Regions from separate parts of the Mus musculus genome. Here region 1 is linked to region 2. A link is a contact called in public promoter capture Hi-C data. All regions are on one chromosome and are shown on one strand. The core of a region is the stretch at or near the end of the contact, and the rest is flanking DNA. Distances in the headings are between cores, read along the strand shown. Region 1 holds the start of Fbxo3 (F-box protein 3). Region 2 holds the start of Abtb2 (ankyrin repeat and BTB (POZ) domain containing 2).

Region 1 (4,283 bases), core at 1,249-3,748, 460 kb before region 2:
AATCAAAGATTAAAACAGTAATTGTTAATTCTTATTTCTACTTACTACCCACAAAGCTGCAATGCAGTAGTGTTTAAAGTCTACCTAATGTGTAAGTTAGTATAATTACCCTGGGAGTAATAAGGAGAAAGCAACATACTATCTCAGAGTCAAATTAGACTCCCAATAGATTGATACAGCTCAACCGAACACAGTTAAGCAAATATGCACCCAAACTGTTAGAGCTTGGCAACAGGTTGTATGCTAGGCAAAGTTGGACTGACTGTAATGGGCAAGAAAGAAACTGCAGTATGCCAGGTGAGTCTGTAGTCGAAATAGGATTCAGCTCCGCTCGCTTCCACAAATGTTTACAGAGGGGTCATATCACTTCAGCTTTAAATTCTGATTCCTACCAGAAGCTCTGAACTAAAAGTCTCTTCTTACAAGAGGCTACACAATCTCATCAGCCACACTTCATGCAACCTGCCTGTTAGTCATTTCTACCTTCAGCAAAACCTGCTTTCTTGTTTTTCTAGTTAAACAGGACACACTATTGTTAAGAGACCCATCAGCCTCTCAATACTGTTCCCTTCACCAGGACAGAAGTGCACTGTGCCACACTTCATGTCTTCCACTGTGAGTTGGTCAGCCTGTCTTCCACATTCCTTTCCAATGCAATATACATATTCCTTCCCAATACTTGGCCCCTTTTGTAATTACATACTTGTTTGACTTTCCATCTTGTCTATAGTAGTCAAGCTACAAAAAAAAGACCATATCTCTCTAACTCACTACTGTAATCCTACATTTAACTGGCACATGGCAGACATTCAACAAAACAAAACAAACAAACCTGAGCAGATGAATACAAAAATAAATATCTTTACACTCTAGCAATGCACACTTTATTACTACAAACTCTAGTTGGAGAAGATAGTGGGAGAGTAAGGTTGCTAAACTGAGGAGAGTGAAGTATTCCGGACAGGGAACTGAGCATACACAACCATGTGCGAGTGTTGTGCCATCTGATGGGCTGAGAAAATATGATAGTGGAGGAGAGGCCTGAAAGGCCTTAGATAATAAGCTATTGGGTAAGGGCCTTAAATACTGCAGAAGTTCAGGGTCCAGTGTTGTAAACAGGGATGTCATGGGCTTTTAAGAAAAATGACAGCCAGATTGGTCTTTAGAAGGTAACTCTGGCAGCAAGCAAGCAAAGAAAGAAGGCTATCTAAATAAGAAGTTATAGCAATAAACTATTTCAGATGAAATACATTTGAGCTGGCCAACCTTTCCTACAGAAAAACTTTCTGTGTGTTAGTACAGGCTGAGTAGGGGGAAGTGTGTTTTTTGGAAAGACAAATGTCTTAGCAGGTACGAGTGGAGGCCATAACAGAAAACCCAGGAAATATCTCTGCCACCACTTAGCTACCTGTAACTCCAAGAAATCTGTACCTCTTAAAGGCCCCTAAAAACAGAGGACATAGATGCCCAGATTCCAGTAATGAAGCAAAAACCAAAAGTGTGTCTTCCCCATGTGAGAGGGCCATTTTGCAGCCTCCACAAATATATACGGAAGCACAAGAAACCCAGGCTATGCGGTCAAGAATGTAAACAATCCTGACACAGGGGGTGAGGGTGACAAGAAAGGGGCACACGGCAGGACCATTTGTCCCTCCACGCTAAAACAGTCCTGGTTTCTGAAAGAATTCTCGCATGCCCGGTGTTTATTTTTGGAGTAAATGCTGGTCATCTGGGAAACCCTAAGGTAACTGCAGTCACCTGTAAGGCCTCACCGGAAGTCGGTGACAAAACCCAAAATCCAACCACCCACCATAAAAAGGGAAACTGACAGCCAAAAAAGTCGCCGACACAAGACAAAGTGTATGCTGCCCGCGATCACGATGGCATCAGAGTCAGAAGGTCGCAGGCCTTCTCGCGCGCGTTCTACCTGCCCACGAGGGCTCTGGTCATCAGGGACCCCAGGCGCGACAGGGATGCGCGTGGGCCGAGACAGTGGCCTTTCCACAGCGCTAGACCAGGCCCCAAAGGGCCAGCGAGGGTCCGCGGGGTGCAGGACCAGGGAGCCACCTCTCTCTTCCGCAACCCGGCCTAGCCGAGGCTTGAGGGAGAGGGCGCTAAGTTCCCGGGGACCTAGGCCTGGGCAGGGGTAAGACCTGGATGCCCAGACCGCTCCCCCGAGTCTCCTTCAGCCCCCCGGGGCGCTATGCGGGATAACGGCCGCCTTGCAGTCACCCTGCTGCGGAGGGAGCCCACGTCCAGCCAGCGACCCCGGGCCTCCTTCCCTGCCTCCTTCCACGTTCCCACCCCTGCCGAGAGCACCGCCCCATTACTTGATTAGGTCCCTGTAGTCCACGAAGGATAAGATGAGCAGCAGAGGGTCGGTGGGCAGCGACTCCAGGGTCAGCAGCCCCGTCTCGGCCTCTACGGCAGCCATCTTGCCCGGCCCGCTGCAGCCTTGGCACCACCCCGGCCCCGCCCCCGCCCCCGCCGCCCGAACCGCTCGGCGGCCGCTAGCACAGGTTAGTTATGTAACTGTCACCCGGCCCCAGCCCCGCCCCCGGGATGCCCCGCCCACCCCGCGGTCAGCCCTGCGGGGGCGCTGCTGTCCCTGCCAGTCTGTTTCTGAGTCTTTGGTCTCTTCTTCCACGCATTTTATATCTCGTATCCTCAAAGCCTCTCCCTAAATCTTACACTAACCCTACCTGGCCTTTGGGTCCCAAACCCATTGCTTCATTTCCAATCCATGGTCTCTGTTGCCAGCCTCGGACTCCCATTGCCACTCACCCCCACCTGCACTCGGAATTGCTGCTCTGAGCCCTGTCCACTTAGCAAGGAAGGAATGATGGGGAAAGAGACACAGGGGAAGGCATTCCAACTTTGAAATGATAGGGAGGTTATAATTCTTCCATGGCCCACAAGGCAAAAAACTGTCCTTCAAAAAAACCGAAAATGACCTCTGGATAAATTCCTTGTCCAACAAATGTTAATTGCCCAAGCCCTTACCACCAGGCTTCTAAACCTACTGGTCCCAGAGAAAGTTTCTTCCAACTACTTAAGTGTAAGAAATAATCAAATGTGAGTATTTTCCACCAAGTGCTATAAAACTTGTGTTTAGGACAAGGAATTTGATTCTTTTTAACCTTCTGAGCACACCCTCTTGATAAACATAAATTTGTCTTGTCTAGACACAATAGTTGGAGTGGTGGTCTCTTTCTTTTCTGAACCGGCCTGCAGGTCTGTCTGCAAGGGAGAGAGTGGGGATGGAGGGGCAAGAGATTCGAAGAATGGAAACAAGACAGGGTATATAAGCACAAGCTGGGGAGTCCAGGATGTGTCTGAGAAAAACAGGATATTATTATAGTGTGTTCAGCTGTGGTGGGCTGCTTGCAAAAACATCATGCTAGGAAAACAAGTCTCTCATCAGGGTGGAAAAGTACCAACCTGTAAGTAAATAGCCCGCGATGGCTGCAGAGATGGTAGTAGTTTCTGCTAAGAGTCAGCTCCCAACAATTTTCAACCTCAAACTTTCTTTCTTTCTTCCTTCCTTTCTTCCTTTCTTTCTTTCTTTCTTTCTTTCTTTCTTTCTTCTTTCCTTCTTTTTAAAGATTTGTTTATTATATGTAAGTACACTGTAGCTGTCTTCAGACACATCAGAAGAAGGCATCCAATCTCATTACAGATGGTTGTGAGCCACCATGTGGTTGCTGGGATTTGAACTCTGGAAGAGCAGTCAGTGCTTTTAACCGCTGAGCCATCTCTCCAGCCCTCAAATTTATTTCTAACATCAAGACAGAGGAGGGTATGATATAGCCTGCCCTTCTGACGAGTTTCTCTCAACTACTTTAACTTGGTTGACATGGCAAATTCTCAGCCTACAAGTAAAAAGTAAGGAAATTGAATTCTTTACATTTTATTTTATAAATTTGGATTTAGTACCCCAAGCATGGGGGCTGAAGTGAATGAGACCACTGTAGGACGGGAAGGTGCAATTCTTCAGCTTTGTAAAGATGCTATGGAGGGTGGGTGTGGAACAGGTATGATGGGTGGTGAACAAGGAGTAAATTCTTTTCTGTTTGTTTCACAGGGGTTGTGTGGTGAGAGAGGCTTGGGAAATCCAAAAGACGTCACAGGTCAGTCACTTACGTGGCTTGACTGTTCCATGTTCCAGTAAGTCCTTCTGGCATTAATTCACAATTCCTATCTTACCACGGACAAGATCTTGGCCCTGAAGCCTGGAGAGTACTGACAGGAACACAGTACTGGCTCTGCTCTTTAGAATGTGG
Region 2 (4,647 bases), core at 686-3,185:
GCTAATGACAGCTGGAAAATTCAGCCCCAGAAGCCAGCGTGTGGCTCTTTCTGGGAAGCAGACTCAAGAGTCTCTGGTTTCCCTCACCTCTGGGCACATAGTATTAAGAGCTGGGAGCTCTCCCTCCACCTCCTGTCAAGAGGCCTGACTATGAGCACCATTAAGCCCAGGGTGCAGCACCAGAAACTGGGCTCTCCATTCTAATCTACCCATCCCATTTATCCAAGGCTCAGGTGTTGAGAGTACAGACCCCTGGGCTGCTTGCTGCCACAGTGCTGAGACAACACCAGAAGAACCACAATCTACCTATGGTGAGGTGAAAATAGACTCCTAGAGATCCAACTAACAGGGAAAACCGTAGCAGGGCAGCAAGACTCACTTTAGAGGGTTCAGGAGTAGTTTGGTCCACGCACCCATTCTCACTCAATTAGTGTACAGTCAACAGAACACTAACCACAACTTTATCCTCAAAAGTTAGACACCTAAAACAACCTTTGACAAGATTTCCACTTAAGAATTCTCCCAGAATTCCGGTGGTTCACTTCACAGCTTGCTCCTAAGAAAATCCACTCCTGGGGTGGCCCACCCAGCCTGTAGGTCAAGGTTCCCTTCACCCACACCCCCCTCGTGCTTACCATTGGCGTTCTTGCCACAGATGAGATGCTCATAGGGTTGCAGGACTCCCCAGAGCTCGGCGTCGTTGTTGATGACCATCTCCAAGGCCTCAGCGGATACCTCTCCACCTCCTGCCCCTCCGCCATCTGGGCTCTGGCTCGCCAGCACCCTGGCCCGGATCTCCTCCACCAGGTTCTCCATGCAAGCCGTTAGCGAGATGGCCGCGTACTCATGGATGCGCACGGAGATGCGAGTGTCCACCATCCAACGGAAGAAGCGGCCCACGGAGAAAGTGAGGCCGCAGCGCGCCGACTTGCCGCGGCGCAGCCCATCCCCAGCGCTCATGCTGTAGAGGGACAACGCCTTGACCGCTGCCAGTGCGCAGCTCTCGGCCAGCGCCCAGCTGTGCACCAGGCGCACCGCACTCTGCACCTCGAAGCGGGTGCACTTAGCGTGCAGCACGCTAAGGCGCTGCGCCTCCCGGGCCACGCGGATGAGCGCCCGGCGGAGGAGTCCGGCCAAGCGTCTCACAGCCTCGGCGGAGAACGAGGGCAGCCTCCGGCCGCCGACGCTTTTGCGGAGCACCCGGGCCACGTCTCCCTCGGTCCAAGGGAACTCCTCCAGCTCCGGGAGCCGCGGGCAGCGGGAGAAGAGGTCGGCCACTTCGGGATCCTCGGGCAGCACTGTGTTCACCGTGTCCCAGCTGTTGTGGCGGCTGTTCATGGAGCCGGAGTAGCACCACCAGGCCGCCCCGCGGTGCTGCTGCGCCGAAGAGTTGAGCGCCTGCGAGTTGGACTTGGAAGACGAAAGGCTGAGCGAGCGGCAGGAGTCGCCGGCCCCATACCCGGAGTCCAAGGTCAAGTCCTCCAGAGTCTTCAATGTGGAGCTGTATGTCCCGGCCATGGGGGAGCCTCCGCGCGCGGCCTCGCCGAGCGAGGGGCTCTCACTGTTCCATGCCCACTTGCCCCGGGGGAAGGGGGCGGAAACCAGCTCTAGGCTCTCGGAGGCGCCCTCCGTGCTCGCCGCGCCGCGCCTCGGGGCCGCAGCATCGCCCGCGCACAGGCCGCGGGAAGGTAGGCGAAGCTCTCAGCCGGCCGGAGCCCGACGCCGTCCGCGTTCAGTCGCGCCGCTGTCAGCGAACGGACTTCCCAGCCCTCCTCCTCTGAACTCGCGCCGCCAGCTCTCAGCTTCCCTTACAGAGCGTCCGGAGAGTCCATCACCACAGAAAGAATCCCGAGAAAACGGGGCGGCCACCGAAGAGCGAGGCGCCCGAGGTCCGTCTGGGACCAGCCGCTGAGAAAGCGCTCCACAAACTTCTACGGGGCGCGGGTTACAGACACAGATAGGTCCTCTGGAGCGGCCCGCATGCAAATACACCCGGGCGGTTCACCAATCATCAGCCACGCCGGGCAAGGGCTATGCCAATGGTTTCCGAGAGGGGCGGGAAATATGCAAATCACCGAGAATGGGGTGTAGCGGGTGGGTATGGCTGAGGGGGTTGGGTGGGGAGAACAAGCGAGCGAGCTGGCAAGGAGGTGGGGCGCAGAGACCCAGAAAGCCGGGGGAACCCGAAAACAGGCCCCAGCGCTGAGGATTAAAAGATAAACGAAAAGGAAAAGCCCCTATGTGCTGTCCCTTTCCCGCCTTCTATGCTTTAGACTTAGGCAGGCAGCTCCTTGTAAAGCTGTGAGCACCCAGCCCAGGGCAGTAGGAAAAGAAAACTGGGAGGAGACCCGACTCACCTTTCTTGTCGACTTTCTACCAAGCCCCTCCTCCTTCTCTTTTGAGAAATGAAAAGCTATTTATGTTTGGAGGGCAGGGGAGCACCTCTGCTTCTCTTCTCAGATCTATCTAGTTTTGTTTATATTGACTTTAGGCTCCAATCGAAACAGACTATCTTAAACTGGGACCTGAAAATAGCCCGGCACTCAGAGGCCTGTGATCACACCCCTGTATCCACTGTTACAGTCCACTGTTTTCCAAGGATTATCTAGGAGGTGGGAGTCCAAACCTAAAGAATGAACGGCTTTCCTCCTACCGGTGTACTATCAGGCGGATCCTTTTTGTCCAAGGTGGGAGGGAGTGCCTGCAAGGAACCAGATGAAAAACGAGGACCTGCGCTGAACACCTCGTGCATGCAGGTGTTCCCTTTTAAGGACTTGCTGGCATGATGTGCGGGTCCGCAGGTCTTCTTCCCCCTCGGGACTCGGTGCCTCCTGGGTACAGTGAATTGCTGTCCTTCCAGTAGCGCCCAGGTGCACCCCAAGCGGCTCGCTAGAGAGCTACTGATTGCATAGATCCACGCCCAGCTCTCGGAGGACCAGCTGCTCCTCCATAACTATTCACACGCACGTGCACAAGCGTGCACCAGCCCCCCTCCAGCAGGACTGCAAAATCAAAGCGCGGATTGTGCACAACGTTCGTCCCAAGTCCTCTTCGCCAGCTCCTGAATAGCTCCTTTGTGCTGTACTTTACAGTTCTGACCTTGGGCCGTGAGTTGGATACGAACTAGAAAAGTCTGGTTTGTCTCTTTCCTTAAATTAATGATCCCTTTCCCCATAAAGCGATTTTTTATTTGGCAGTTTTACTTAATTTTTTCCTTTCCTGGGGTACATGAGACGTTGCCTCCTGATGCCATAGAATTGGAAACAGAGTCAAGGACGGAAGTACTGTGCAAGGCATAAGTCATCAAATTAACAGAGTCACATTTTATAGAGGCGAAATTAGAAGTTAAATTAGAGGTTCAACTTGTCAGAAAACACGAAAAACCGTTTGATGGATTTAATACCCATTATGAGAAATATAATAAAGGAAATATCGTCCTCTAGTGGATATCCAGAGGAAGTAATTTTTTTTTTTCTTTGTTCATTTTCTTCAAAAGGCTGACTGGGAAGGTACATTAACTAAAAAGGTGATTTGGAGTGCTTCTTACACAAAATATGGGATATTTGTATTGGTGTATTTAAATCACATGATGACTTAAAATGTAAAGATAAACATGCCCAATTTGGATATAGATGTGGTTATTCATATCTGTAACCTCAGGACCGAGGAGATAAGCAGGAGGGCTGACTTGAAGCCAGCCTGGGTTTTGACAAAACCCCAAAAAGAGGATAAAAAGAGAAACACACCAAGAATGAAATCCCGGACTTTCATGGGTGTTAAACTGCCCCACAAGGGTCCTAGACAAATAACTGGATTTCTTTAAGAGATAGCAAGAAAATCGAGGGAAGAAAGAGCAGCTCTGTACATTAAACGATACTTAGAAGATACATCAACCATTCACAAGCTATAGAACATACTTAGGTTTTTAATTTAGAAGTTAATTTAAAGCATTGGGCCAGAAAAGTAGGTCAGTGATTAAGAGTCCATACTGCCTTTGCAGAAGACCCAAGTTCAACTTCCAATACCCACATTGGATAGTCTGTAACTCCAGCACCTTTGGCCTTCACAAACACCTTTCTTTCTCTCTCTCTCTCTTTCTCTCTCTCTCTCTCTCTCTCTCTCTTTCTCTCTCTCTCACACACACACACATACACCACCTAGATCTAGGATTGTTCATGCCAATAATCATACAAAGGAAGTAGCTTTAGGTAATCCTTGGGTGAAATCCCCTATTTTGTTATTTAAAACATAAATTTAAAAAAATCTGGAAATTAGAGTACAAAATGCCCTAAAATTTACCTTGAAAGTGAGGGATTATAATCTGAGCTATCTAAATATAAGTCAAACTGTTTATGAGAAAGGTAGATTACAGTCTGAGCATTGAAGAATGGCCCAGTTTTAGGTAAGTTTGTGGATCATCATTGACAAATTTAGCAGTTATCTTAGCTACTGTGTCCTCTTGACTAGGTCACTGTGAAGGTAAAGTTGGAGTATGATAAACTTTAGGCTAGTGGGCGAATATATAAGGCTGCATGGCACAATTTAAAGAGTTATTTATTTATGTATATGAGTGCGCTCTCTCTCTGCATATAGAGCCTGCAAGCCAGAAGAGGGCATCCCATTTTGAATGGTTGAGAGCTACCATGT

What was found. Promoter capture Hi-C pulls out the DNA fragments that hold promoters and counts their contacts.
Region 1: a promoter capture Hi-C map of embryonic stem cells shows a contact between it and region 2, with 14 read pairs. The contact joins the promoter of Fbxo3 here to the promoter of Abtb2 in region 2. A contact is called at or near these places in 9 of 39 promoter capture datasets (the HPC-7 cell line, HPC-7-derived erythroid cells, embryonic stem cells and 4 more), 5 of 484 Hi-C or Micro-C datasets (CD4 T cells, CD8 T cells, Th1 cells and 2 more), 5 of 115 datasets of contacts at active chromatin or transcription factors (astrocytes, bone marrow-derived macrophages, embryonic forebrain and 2 more) and 4 of 9 other capture datasets (adipose tissue, embryonic stem cells, liver and 1 more).

The regions. Positions count from the first base shown.
Region 1 is chr2:104,026,014-104,030,296 of GRCm38.p6, reverse strand. It overlaps Fbxo3 (F-box protein 3), which reads right to left and starts at 2,498. Exons shown (of 11, transcript NM_212433.1): 1 at 2,331-2,498. The coding sequence starts at 2,434. 4931422A03Rik (RIKEN cDNA 4931422A03 gene) reads left to right here and starts at 1,936. Exons shown (of 5, transcript NM_175161.3): 1 at 1,936-2,519; 2 at 3,010-3,075; 3 at 4,085-4,167. The coding sequence starts at 3,074.
Region 2 is chr2:103,563,598-103,568,244 of GRCm38.p6, reverse strand. It overlaps Abtb2 (ankyrin repeat and BTB (POZ) domain containing 2), which reads right to left and starts at 1,935. Exons shown (of 17, transcript NM_178890.3): 1 at 636-1,935. The coding sequence starts at 1,518.